2 separate regions of the Sus scrofa genome follow, and region 1 is linked to region 2. A link is a contact called in public Hi-C data. All regions are on one chromosome and are shown on one strand. The core of a region is the stretch at or near the end of the contact, and the rest is flanking DNA. Distances in the headings are between cores, read along the strand shown.

Region 1 (5,933 bases), core at 2,521-5,020, 100 kb before region 2:
GCACTGGACAGCCTAGGTCGGGCCTCCGTTTCTGAGGCCCACGTGCTCCCTATATAGTTCTTCACTCCCAGAATGGTCGTGGGCTCATTTATTTAAAACATCCTTGCAGTTTGTGCATTTAAAAAAGAGAATTAAGATATTTAAGAAGGAGTTCAAAGCACACTGAGAACGCCCCCCTGGCTGCTGGCGGGCTCAGCTCCCTTTCCGGGGAGCCTGGACTGGAAAGGCCTGATCCCCAGCAGGGCCTGGGGCAGCCTGAGATCATGACTTAATTAATGCCTGCAGGGCACATTTGATCTTCAGGAGCCGTGCCCACTCAGCTGAGGCTGCTCCTGCAGTAACTGCCCTGAACCAAGGACTCCCTGCCCAGAGATAGAGAATGTGGACTTTCTTCATTACAAATTGCTCCGAAATCCACTCTGGCACCGGGCAGAGGCCTGCGTTGGGTCGCCCACTGGCCCCCATCTGCAAGACCCAGGCGCAGGCAGCTGGGCAGCTGTGCCCTTGCGCTGGGGCACCAGGTACGTACCCGCAGGTGTGTGCACCCTGCTGTTTTTCTGGCTCAATGCCGCCGGGGGATAGCCGTTCCCAGTAAGGCTATTGGTCCCAATTTTCCAGATGAGAGGAGAGAATCGAGGAAGTCTAGGGACAAACTGCCCCACCAAGGCCAAGGCCAAGGGGCAGAGGGCAACTAGAGCACCTTGGGACTGGGGATCAGGTGGGTATGGCTTCAGTCTGGGTGCCTTTACTGTCAGCCACAGCATCCTTCCCACGGGGCCGAGAACCGCAGGACGAGCGGCCTGAGTGCCCCCTGCCCCCTGGCCCCTCTGAGCTCTGGCAGAGCAGCCGGGGCCAGGGAGCTGCCCGCCTGGGACTATGCTCTGGGGCTGTGGGCAAATGCTTAACTCCTGGCACCTGTAAAATGGGAGGTGGGATGGCGCTGCTCTCGTGGGGCTCCCTCAGAGACCGAGGTGCCAGGAGAGGCTAGTGATGACTCCCACCTCGAGAAAAATGACAGCAGCAGTAATGGAGCGCCAACTGGTACCGGGTCCCACTGCACAGGGCAGAGCTGGAAGGGGGTGAGATGGCTGGGCTGGGTGACGGGTCCTTAGCAAAGGCACCCCCCACCCCCAGCCCTCTACACGGCTCTGAGGAATGGCCAAGGCCCTCCCACTCCTCCCTGGGTGTGGGGGTCATGGGCGGTGCCCAGAGGGAAACAGCGAGGGGGCAGACGCCCAGACAGTCACTGCAGCTGCGCGGCGGGCCCCCTCTCTCCACCTATTTGGAGCACCTGACTCACTTTAATTATGGGCCTGCCGGCACGTCGGACCGCGCCGGGGATGCCCGAGATAGCCCGCGAGCGGAAGCACCGGCTCCGGGGGCGACCGGACAGTCCGGCCGCCAGGTGCGCCCTCACCTCCCCACCCCAGAGCTCCCCGAAGCGCCCCCTTCTTCCGCCGGGGCCCTCTGGCTGGCCGGGCAGGCGGTTCCTCGGCCTGGGGTCGGAATTGTCGGAGGCGGGGTGGCGCGAGGGGCGGGGGGGGGGGGGATTTGTTAGGGGTCTGAGCGGGCCTCCGGGCCTGGGCGGGGATGCCCAGCGGAGCCTGGAGCGCCGCGCCCACGCGCTCGGCACGGCCGCCCACGCCTCCTCCGACTACGATGTATATTTAGCCTCTTTATCAAATGTTTGCAGTGAACCGTGTGAACCGCCTAATAGCGGCTGGAAGTGAAACTCGATTCCTGGGCACAAAGAAGCATGTGACCACGCCTGAGCGGCAAGAATCGCCGACAGGAAGGCTGGGCGGGTGCTGGAGCCGCCGTGCGCCTGGCCTCCAGACGGATGAAGGGTCCCCTCTCCCGCGGAGCATCCCAAACCGCCTCCTCCGTTAGCCCCCTCTCCAGAGATGAGGACGCTGGGGTCTGAAAGGGGGAGGAGGTTTGGCGAGAGGGACCGGGGCTCTGTAGCGAGTCCGCGGTCGTGGGTTCTCATCCAAGTTGGTGCCCTCTCGGTCAAGTCGGTCCAAGGTCTCTGAAACAGCCTCTAGGGATCTGCTTCTGCCAGTTTCTTCCGAGGACCGGGAGGGTGGGGCGGGCTGGGTCGGGGTGGGGGGAGGCCCCTGTGCACCCTCAGGGAGAGCCTTGATATGCGAGCGCCCCAGTCTTCCCCAAAGGCGGCTGTACAAGTTTGTGCCACCCTCGCGCTGCCACTGTTGCCGTGGTCGCTATGACGACGACGCGCCGCGGTTTTATTTTTAATAGCGGCCAGCGATTAGAGGGATGCCTGCGCCGCCCCCCACAGATCTCAGCCCTGGACCGAGGATGCACCCAAGCTGCCCGGCTCCCCGCCAAGCTTCGGCCCGAGTTCCCGTAGCAGGCGCCCCCCTTCCCCGTCCCCAGATCGTTCCCTCCGCCCCGCACTTGAACTGGGAGCCCTTGAAGTGCCAGGCGGAGAAGAGACCCAGAGGGAATCACTCGGGAAGGTTTGCTCTGGGTGGCAGCCCCCCAGGACTCAGCGAGCCTCTACAGAGAGGAGGGAAGGCCCCGCCCCCACCCTGCAATAAAGGTGACCTTTCCTCCCTCATCCCCACACCCGCTGTCAAAGCGAGTCCTTTAACCCCAAAGCAATGTCCCCGCATCCCCTCTGCCCGAAAGGAATCTGAGGCTCAAGCCTCTGAGTTAAGCCACAGAGGGCTCCGCTGGGGGTCCAGTCTGAGTCCTGGCAGTGCCCTTCCAGAAACCATCCAGGGGTCTGTAAGGTCCACCTGGATGGACGACCACTGTCCCTCACGTGCTTTTAGACGTTTCCAAGTGTTCCCCAGGTGTGCCTGGGTCCTCCCTGATCCAGCCTCCCCGAGAGCGCGTTTGAGAGAGAGGGGTCGCAGGTGGGGCTACAGTGGGGAGGCAGGTGCGTTTGGGGGGTCTGCAGGTGTGGAGGCATGTGGAAAGGCTCGCCCTTCCCCCCACGTATTTAGGGGCAGGCTAGCGCCCCCCCCCCACCCCAAGCGCCCACCGGACTCAGCCTTTGAAAAGCCGGTGCCCGCCAAACCAGGATGAAAGACCGCCCGCAGGGTTGCGTCTTTACTGCCTTCGGCGGGAGGGCGGCCGCGGCGGGCAGGGCCTAATCCGCAGGATCGGGGCAGGGGGTGGAGGGCCAGGGCGGGAGGGACTTCTTTTTCGGCCGCCCACCCACTCATTCGGAAGTCTCCTCGCCTCCAAAGGGTCTCGCCCTCTAGCTTCGGGATCGCATAGCCCATCACCCGTCTAGCCCTGGTACCGGGGCTCGTCCGCCCCCTCGAGAGGCCGCCGCCGGGGTGCGATCCCACCTGGCCTAGACAGGCGGAATCCACAGCCCGGCGCACCGCCCTTATGGTGGCGGGGGAGCCGTCCAGCCCTGTTCAGGCTTCGGCCTCCCGCGCATCGCGCCCCCGCATCGCGCTCTGTGCGGCGCCGCGGCCGGAGGTGGCGCTCTGTGCGCCCAGCGGATCCTGGCGCGGAGGCTCAGACTCCGGGGTTCCTCACGAGCGGCTCTTTTCTCTTCGTTCCCTTCCTCCCCTCGGGTTCCCGGCTCAGGCCGCGGCCCGGCCTTGCACGAGGGAGTGGGGACTTGGGGTCCCAGGGTGGGGACGAGGCCCGCTGCAGCCCCCTGCTCCGACCCGGGCGCGCTCCCATCTCGGAATGTGGGTGGAGGTTCCCCATTCAGATGCCCCAGGCATCGGATTCTGGGCGGGGGCGCGTGGCAGCCGCCAGGTGAGTGCCCCAGACGCGCGGCTAAACCCGCCCCACCTCTCACCAAAGATTCCCTCCCCCTCCTTTTATGGAGAAGGGGAGGCAGGGGCCCAGGATCCGAACCGTGGAGAGAGGCCGGAGCGCCAGGGCGGGGGGCGGGGGCCGGCTCGCTTTTGCCCTTTTTGGCGTAGCAGCTCTGGGCGCTGCCCTCTGCCGCCGCTGGGGCCCGAGAGAGGCGAGCCGGCGACGGCGGCGCTTCTGCGGCGGCCTCCTCCCCTCCCCGTCCGGTGCTGCAGGACTGCAGCTGGCACTGGAGGGTGGGCAAGCTCGAGGGAGGGGCGCGCGGGCAGTCCCGGCCGGCAAGCGAAGCCCCCGCGGCTGTGCTCGGAGCGGGGCGCGGGGCCTTGATGGATTTTACTGCCTGCGTGAGCGCGTGTGTGTGCTCACTGCGGCGGCGGCGGCGGCGGCCGGGCCCTGCCCGGCCCGTGCGGCCCCCGCGCGCTTCCGAGGTGCGGGTCCGGGGCCCGGAATACGGGGGAGGCGAGGGGGAGGGGGCGGGGGAGGGGCGCGGCGGCGGCGGCGCTATAACCCCCTCCCCGCCGCCGGCCGGCTCCACACGCGCGCCCTGCGGAGCCCGCACAACTCCGGCAAGCCGGGCCTGCCCGCGCCTCCTTCCTCCTCTTCCTCTCCTGCCAGCAGCGGCGGCGCCGGCCCGGCCCTGCGGCCGCCCTCAGGCCCGCGCGGCAAGGCCCCGGGCCGGCGGCGGCTGCCAGGCGGCGCGGCCGCGGGCGCTGCCCGGCTCGGGCCGGCGGAGGGCGGAGCGCGGCGCCGGAGCCGAGGGCGCGCCGCGGAGGGGCGCACGCAGGCCGCCGGGCCGCGCCGTGCTGGGCCGCGCCGTGCCCGGTCGGGCGGCGGCGGCGGCGGGAGGAGGCCGGAGGCGAGCGCGGGGCCGGCGGTGGGCGCGCAGGGCCGCCCGCAGCCCGCAGGGAGAGCGCGAGCCCGCTCCGGGCCTGGCCGGGCGTCCAGACAGGTGATGGGTGGTGCAGCGGCAGCAGCTCCAGCCTGGCTCCGGGGTCCCTTTCGGGGCTGATGCCCGCAAATATGCAGAATTACCGGCCTGGTCGCTCCTAGAGCCAGCGCCGGGGAGCGAGCGCGGCGGCGGCCAGCACCGGGAACGCACCAAGGAAGAGGCCCAACCCCCGCCCTCCGCCCCTTCCGTCCCCACCCCCTACCCGGCAGCCCAGGAGGCTCCCGGCGCGGCGGGCGCGGCAAGCGCGCACTCCCTGCTCCTCCTCCTCCTCCTCCTCGCTGGCGCTGCCTGCCTCTCCGCACTCGCTGCTCGCGCCGGGCGCGCTCGTTGGCTCCCTGCTCTCCGCGCCACCCTCCTCCGGGCCGCGCTCCCTGAGGGATGGTACTGAATTTCGCCGCCACAGGAGCCCGGCTGGAGCGCCCGCCCCGCGGCCTCGACTCCCCGCCGAGCCGCCAGCGCCTCGGGACGCGATGAGGACCTGGGCTTGTCTGCTGCTCCTCGGCTGTGGATACCTCGCCAATGCCCTGGCCGAGGTGGGTGCCACCCCCGCGCCCCGTCCTCTCTCCGGCTCCCCCTGCGCACGCCCCCTGCGGCCGCCTGCGGGCCGAGGCACCCCAGGCTCTGGGGCTCTGCAGAGCGCATTTTGATTGCTGCTAGGGTGGTCGATTTTTTAATTTTCTCAACTGGGTTCTATTTTCTGCCATGCCTAAGTGTGTCTGGTGAGTTTCCAGCGCGTTGCGTCGCTCTGCCGTGGAGGGACGGAGTGGCGGCGTGGTGGACGAGTGGGGAGAAACTTCGGGGGGCGCGGGCTCCTCTCCGCGGAGGGAAACCCGGGGCGCGGCGGACAATGCAGCATCGGGGTGCGGGGAGCGCGGAAGGGGGTGTGTGTGTGTGTGTGTGTGTGTGTGTGTGTGTGAGCCAGCAGAGCTGGGGAAGGGAGAAGAGCGGCCGACAAACAGGTAGGGGCAGCTGCGGCGGGAGCCCCCGGCAGGCAGGGTGGGCAGCGCGGAGCCGCAGACCCCAGTTCTCGGTCCCCACGCCCGCAGGGGCGGCTGGGCCAGCGCAGTCCCGCCCGCCCGGGGCCTGCTTACAGGTGGCTGAGCGAGGCGAGCCGGGGCCGGGCCAGGCGCCCGCGCCCTCCCACCAACCGCGTCCCCACCCCCACCACCCCCCAGTC
Region 2 (5,507 bases), core at 2,758-5,257:
GCACCCCGCCTGCCAGGCCTGTTTTCCCCGCGGATTGAGGACGGGTGAGCGGTGGACAGGGTGCTGGGTGCTGGGGAGCAGCCGAGAAGCCCCTGGAGCAGGGGCCGTCAGGGGCAGAACCTGCAGGACGTGGTTCTTTCACAAACACGTGCTGGTCAAGGAATGTGGGGGGCATCAGTGTGCGTCTGAGCAGCGGGGGCCCCTGTGGGTCTATGGGGAGTGGAGGCTGTCCTCAAGGCCGCGCTGTCGTGGCCCGTCCCGCCGGCAGCTCAAACGTCCACGCGCCCGGGTCCACTAAGGGCAGTAAACCGAGCTGGATTCCGAACGTCCAGGCTGCCAGGAGTCGTGCAGTCCCCGCGAGCCCGCGATGCTGGCACCGTGTCCTCATGTGCAGGAAGGGGCGAGGGCCTCATCTAATGAGGACGCGCGTATCCCCCCGAAGGCCCCACCTCCCAACACTGTCACGCTGGGGGATGGGACCGAGTGTGTGGACTTGAGGGGGACACACATCTTCCGCCTTCAGCCGGGGCCTTATTCAGAAATAGGGTGTCTCTGCACCGGTATGTGGTCAGGACCCGGAGGTGAAGTCATCCTGGACCTGGAGTCGGCCCTGTGTCGCGTGACTGGTGTCCCTATCAGAAGACGGACTCAGGAGGAGGCCACGTGACAAAGGAGGCAGCGATCCAGTGACACACACACACCTGGGAGCGCTGAGAATGCCGGCAGCCACCAGGAGCGCGGAGCGGGGCCTGGACCAGGTGCTGCTTCAGCCTCAGGCGCCAGCCCTGCCAGCACCTCGACTTCTGGCTTCTGAATACATTTCCGTTGTTTGAGCTGTCCAGGGTGTGGTCACTCCAGCAGCCCCAGGACCTTCACAAAACCCCTAACCTGGAGCCCTTCAGGGCACCCCATTCCTCAAACATTGGGCCTACTGCGGTAATGCTTTCGTTTAGTGCACACCTGTGTGCCAGGTACAGGAGTTCAGGCAGGTACAAGGGTGCAGACAGGTACGTGGGTGCAGACAGGCACAGGAGTGCAGACAGGTATGGGGGTGCAGAGGGGTACAGACAGGAACGGGGGTGCCGATGGGTACAGCAGTGCAGACAGGTACATGCATGACTTCTGTGAGCCCTCCCAGCTGCCCCAAGAGCCTCTTCTGCTGTACAGAGAACAGCTGGGGAGGGGCTCGCCCTGGGCCATGTGGCAGCACCGAACCAGATGTGCCTGGCACCCAGCCAGAAGCACCCCAAGGACTCCAGGGGTTGCCACCCCACGGCCAGCACATGCTCCAGACACTGCCACCCTCACCGCCCGGCTGGCAGGTCCCTCCTGAGGCCTGGAAAGGTGTGCTGGTGAGGGAGACAGGTGCCCAGCTCTGCGGCTCAGAGAGTCAGGTTCCCTTTATGGGCCTGGGTTTCTGGTCTGTGAAAGGGGCCGGCAGCTCTCTCGGAGCCGGGCCAACTCCTCCGGAGGGCGTGGAGCCGGTCTCCTGCTGGGTAGGTTGGCCCCTGGGCAACCAGGGGGGAGAGTGAGTTCTGGGGGCTGGGCCCACCTCTCCTTCCCCGAGGATCTGCCCAGGCGGGGCTCACGGGGCCTGCTCTGCCCCTGCTCTGCCCCTCTGGGCCGCCCAGAGCACAAGCGTCCCTGGGATGTCCAGGCCAGGCCGTCCAGCGCCCCAGCCGTCCAGCGCACTCCCGAGGCCCGGGAACATGGAATCCCGCGTCTGTCAGTGCCTGTCAGCCCCGCTGCCAGCCTGAGCCTAATTGCTTAATTTGCACTAATTCTCATGCCATTAATACACGCCGCCTAAAATAACATTGCCTAGAAAACGAACTTGTCTGTGACACTATTTTTATCTTTTTTTTTTTGAGGAAAAAAAAGTGAGTCACGTTGTCTACATTTCCAGCTGTTTTCCATTTCTTTCCCTGTATTTGCTGCTTGGTGCTCAACTTGGAGATGGGATTCTGGGAGAACTCTACCGGCAGGGGAGACTGGGTACCAGACCCAAGGCCCCCTTGGCGGCCAAGCGTCCACCCTGGGGTGTGCTGGCACCCACACTGTCCACACCTGGGCCCTGACTCCGGCCGCGTCCGAGGCTCCCAGCATGCCCGGCGTCCACCTGCGGGGCCCCTGCATCCTCGTAGTTGTGTGGAGGCTTGTTCCCTCCGGGGCTGCCGGGTGGTGAGGCAGGGGCCCCGGCAGTGCTGGGGCATCGATTCTCCCGGCGTGAGGGAGTGGCCCCAAAAAACCATCCGCCCCCCTGCCCCTTGGGGCCCACAAGCCTCTTGGCAGGTCCTGGCGCAGCTCACAGCTCCCCCTCCCATGGGCGTGAGGGGCAGGAGGTCCCAGGGGCTGTTTTTCCAGGTCGTAGGACAATGTCAGGCCCTGGTGACAGCACAGAGCTGAGCCTCCGGACTCCACGCGGGTTGCTCTGAGCAAGCATGTGTGCGTGTGCCCGCGTGCGCCTCCGTCCGAGGGCCCCTGTGCGCACACACGTGTGCGTCCCCAGGCGCAGACGCGCCCGTGAGCTCCTACGGCAGAGGACACCTGTGTGCGCACACGTGTCTGCACGCGTGTGGACAGGGAGGGCGCGGGGCCAGAGCGCTCCCGGAGACCCGCGCTTGACACGCGGCCAAGCTGTCTCCATTGTCATGTCAACTAAATATTTCCAGCCCCACAACCAGGGGCTCCGGAGCGCGCCGTCTCCTTGCCGCTCGCAAACCCCGGCCAGACTTCCAAACCGCTAGGCAGATTTCAAGTCCCTTTTTTTAGCTGCCGAATGAAAAAAATAAGCAAACACAAATCTGCTGATCCCAGGCCGCCTCCTCTTCTGGAGATTTAATTTCTGAGCTTTGATCCGATAACCGGGACCCCGAGGACTTGTTGTTTCTCAATAATGAACTGAATGTTTGCGCTCTGAGCCTGAACTTTTCTGGTTTGGGGAAAAATATGACTTTCCATAGAAGCTCTTTGATGCGGCCAGTGGCGCTGTCCACACAGGAATGAAAAGGCCTTTCAGAGGGCCGGCGGCGGTGGGAGGGGGCGGCCAGGCCGGGGCCGTGGTGCCAGCCCTCAGGACAATTGATGCCCCCACCGGGCCTGGCCCACAAGGGAGGTGTGGGCCCTCTGCTCCCTTCCTTGGGGGCCCAGCATCCTCGTCCCACCACAAAATGTCGGGGACTTGCGGGGTCAGGGACCCCCCAAAGAGGGGTTGGACAGAGAACCCAGGATGAACTTGGAACCCAGAACTGTCCAGTCCAGGGGGCTCCCCCGGAGTAAATCCTCCGGTCAAGTTAGAGCCTCCACCCCAGATGGGGCAGGCCCCTGCTCTAGACGCGGGGCCGGAAGCAGGACAGGCTGCGAGGGCCGTCCCTGCAGGTGGTACCCCCCTGAGAGCCAGAGAAGGGCACCCTGCAGGTGTACGGGCAGCGTGGGCGCCAGGGCAGAGGTCAAGGCACAGCCTCCTCAGCACCCCAAGCCCCCCCGCACCCCTCAGCTTGGGATCCCCGGCCTGCACCGCCTCATACAGCTTGGGGGGGATTGTGGAAGCCAGGCCGGGCCCAGTGTCCTTCTTAACTCGCAGGCTGCTGCTTCCTGGCCCTGAAGCCGTCGGGATGGCCGCACTTTCCTGGGAAACGACCCGACCTTCCCCGTCAGGGAGGGGGTGAGCCTGGGCCCCTCCCGGCCCAGCCCAGGTGGCTGTTTTCACACTTCAAATGGCCTTTTCCCCAGAGAGCAGCTCTGTGAGCTGGGCTGCGGCAGGCCTGTCCCCAGAGGCCAAGAAGCAAACGCGGTTGGTTATCCGCCCCAATAATGAGCCCCCAGGGAAGCCTGGGAAAAACGCCCGCCCTTCCTGAAGATTCGGCCCTGGACCTTGTCCCCACTGAGTCTGCTGTCAGCGCTGAGGCCAGGCCGGCTGATGCCTCGGCAGAGCCGGGCCTTGGACGAGCGCTCAAGTGTGTCCCCACCGCCCTCCCCCTGCCCCCCCGACCTGGGCTGGCACCTGCAGCCGCCTGACCCGGCCGCAGACCTCAGAGTCCCGCGTCTGGATCCACTCCTGGCCCAGGGCGGGACCTGGACACGCCTGAAAGAGAAAGTAAACAACTGAATTAACAGGTAATACAGTGGTTGGGTTCCAAACGCCAGGCAGGTTTGGAGCTAGCAAGGAGCCCAGCAGGAAGACGAAGTCTCGGCCCCCCAGCGACAGCCTGTCGGCATCGCCGCCTCGTTATCCGAGGCAGAGGCCCCCTGCTCGTGCCCGCCGACAGGGAGGCTGCGCCGGCTGTTCAGGGACTCTCTGTACCATCTTCACAGTTTTTCTGTAAATCTAAAAACATCCTAAAATAAAGGGTTTATTTAAAGAACAGTTGGATGGGGGCTGGCGCCATGGGACCCAGCCGGCATCTCTCGGGCTGAGGCCCAGGGGCACCAGAGGCTGCAGTTCTAACCCAGAGGGAGGACAGAGGTTGGCTGAGTGGCCAGCGGGCAGTGGTGCTCAGATCCAGGGCATCTTCTGAAGGCTGAGGCTCAGGCCCAGTTGCCTGAGGAGGAGGACGGAGCTGTACTGACTCGTGGGCAGGAGGGGGACCTGGGAGCGGCATGGGGGTTCCGTCCCCGGGTGTCCTGACTTAGAGAAAGAAGTACCCTCCTCTTCCCACCAGAGGCCCCGTAATGACCCGGCAGGGACCGTTCCCACCCAAGCCTGCAGTGCAGACCCTGGCCTGGACCACCCAGTGTGCCCTGCTCAGGCCTCCAGTGCCCGCAGGTGATGGGCACATGGCCTCCGCTGGCCCATCAGGCCTGTTCCCGGCCCAGCCCTGACTCCCAGCCGTGGAGGAGAAGCAGGTGGGGCTGTTGCCGCCTTAGGAAGAAGCCAAAACCGAGGCTGAGCCAGGAGGCCCAGGGGTCGGCTTCTAGATTCTGTCGAGGGGCCGGTCACCCCTGGAGTCCCGCCCTGCCTCCCACTGCGCTGTGGGGAGGAAGGTCGGGAGGCCGGTTTGAGGCCGGCTCCCTCACTGTCAAGACACGTTTCTGTACACTGGAGGGGAGAGCGTCGTGGCTGTGACCTTGGCCATGGCACCCGGGCCCCACCCTGGCTCTGACACCTGGGACTTCTGAGCTCATTTCCATGCTGTTCATCTCCGGCGTCGGGGCTCACAGCCCCCCTCGGCTGCCGCGAGGTCGACGGGACGGTCAGCTGTCCGCTTACAGCAGGCTGGGCAGTGAGCGGGCCCTTCCCCGGCCAGGGCGCCCCTTGTCCAGGGCAGGCCCCTGGCGCCGCAACCCGGCCAGACAAGCCCCGTTGCCCGGTCCAGCGACGGGCTCTCCCTCTGCCCTCAGAGCAGTGGCCCCTCCACCACGGAGGGCCCAGGCCCCGCAGCCTCTCCTTTCCTCCTCTCGTCCACCCAGCAGGACCCCCGCTGTGGCCGCTCTCCGTGGCCACCCCCCCAGCATCCCCTCAGGCAGCCGGTTCACAGGCTCGAGCCAAGCCCTTCTCTGTTGAGCTC

What was found. A called contact is a pair of places that touch in the nucleus more often than the background predicts.
Region 1: a contact with region 2 is called in a Hi-C map of liver, with 5 times the contacts expected there. The contact joins the promoter of PDGFA here to the enhancer-like site in region 2. A contact is called at or near these places in 17 of 47 Hi-C or Micro-C datasets (alveolar macrophages, brain, embryonic fibroblasts and 11 more) and 1 of 2 datasets of contacts at active chromatin or transcription factors (skeletal muscle).

What each region holds. Positions count from the first base shown.
Region 1 is chr3:320,804-326,736 of Sscrofa11.1, reverse strand. PDGFA (platelet-derived growth factor subunit A) reads left to right here and starts at 3,770. Exons shown (of 6, transcript XM_021085925.1): 1 at 3,770-4,235; 2 at 5,160-5,289. The coding sequence starts at 4,134.
Region 2 is chr3:221,206-226,712 of Sscrofa11.1, reverse strand. No RefSeq gene overlaps it. Among named protein-coding and RNA genes, the nearest start is that of FAM20C, 65 kb to the right of the region's middle. Within about 2 kb of position 4,007, at least 17 of the 83 cell types and tissues checked have an H3K27ac peak or open chromatin away from gene starts, as enhancers often do. A contact at or near this core is called in liver, where this site is marked.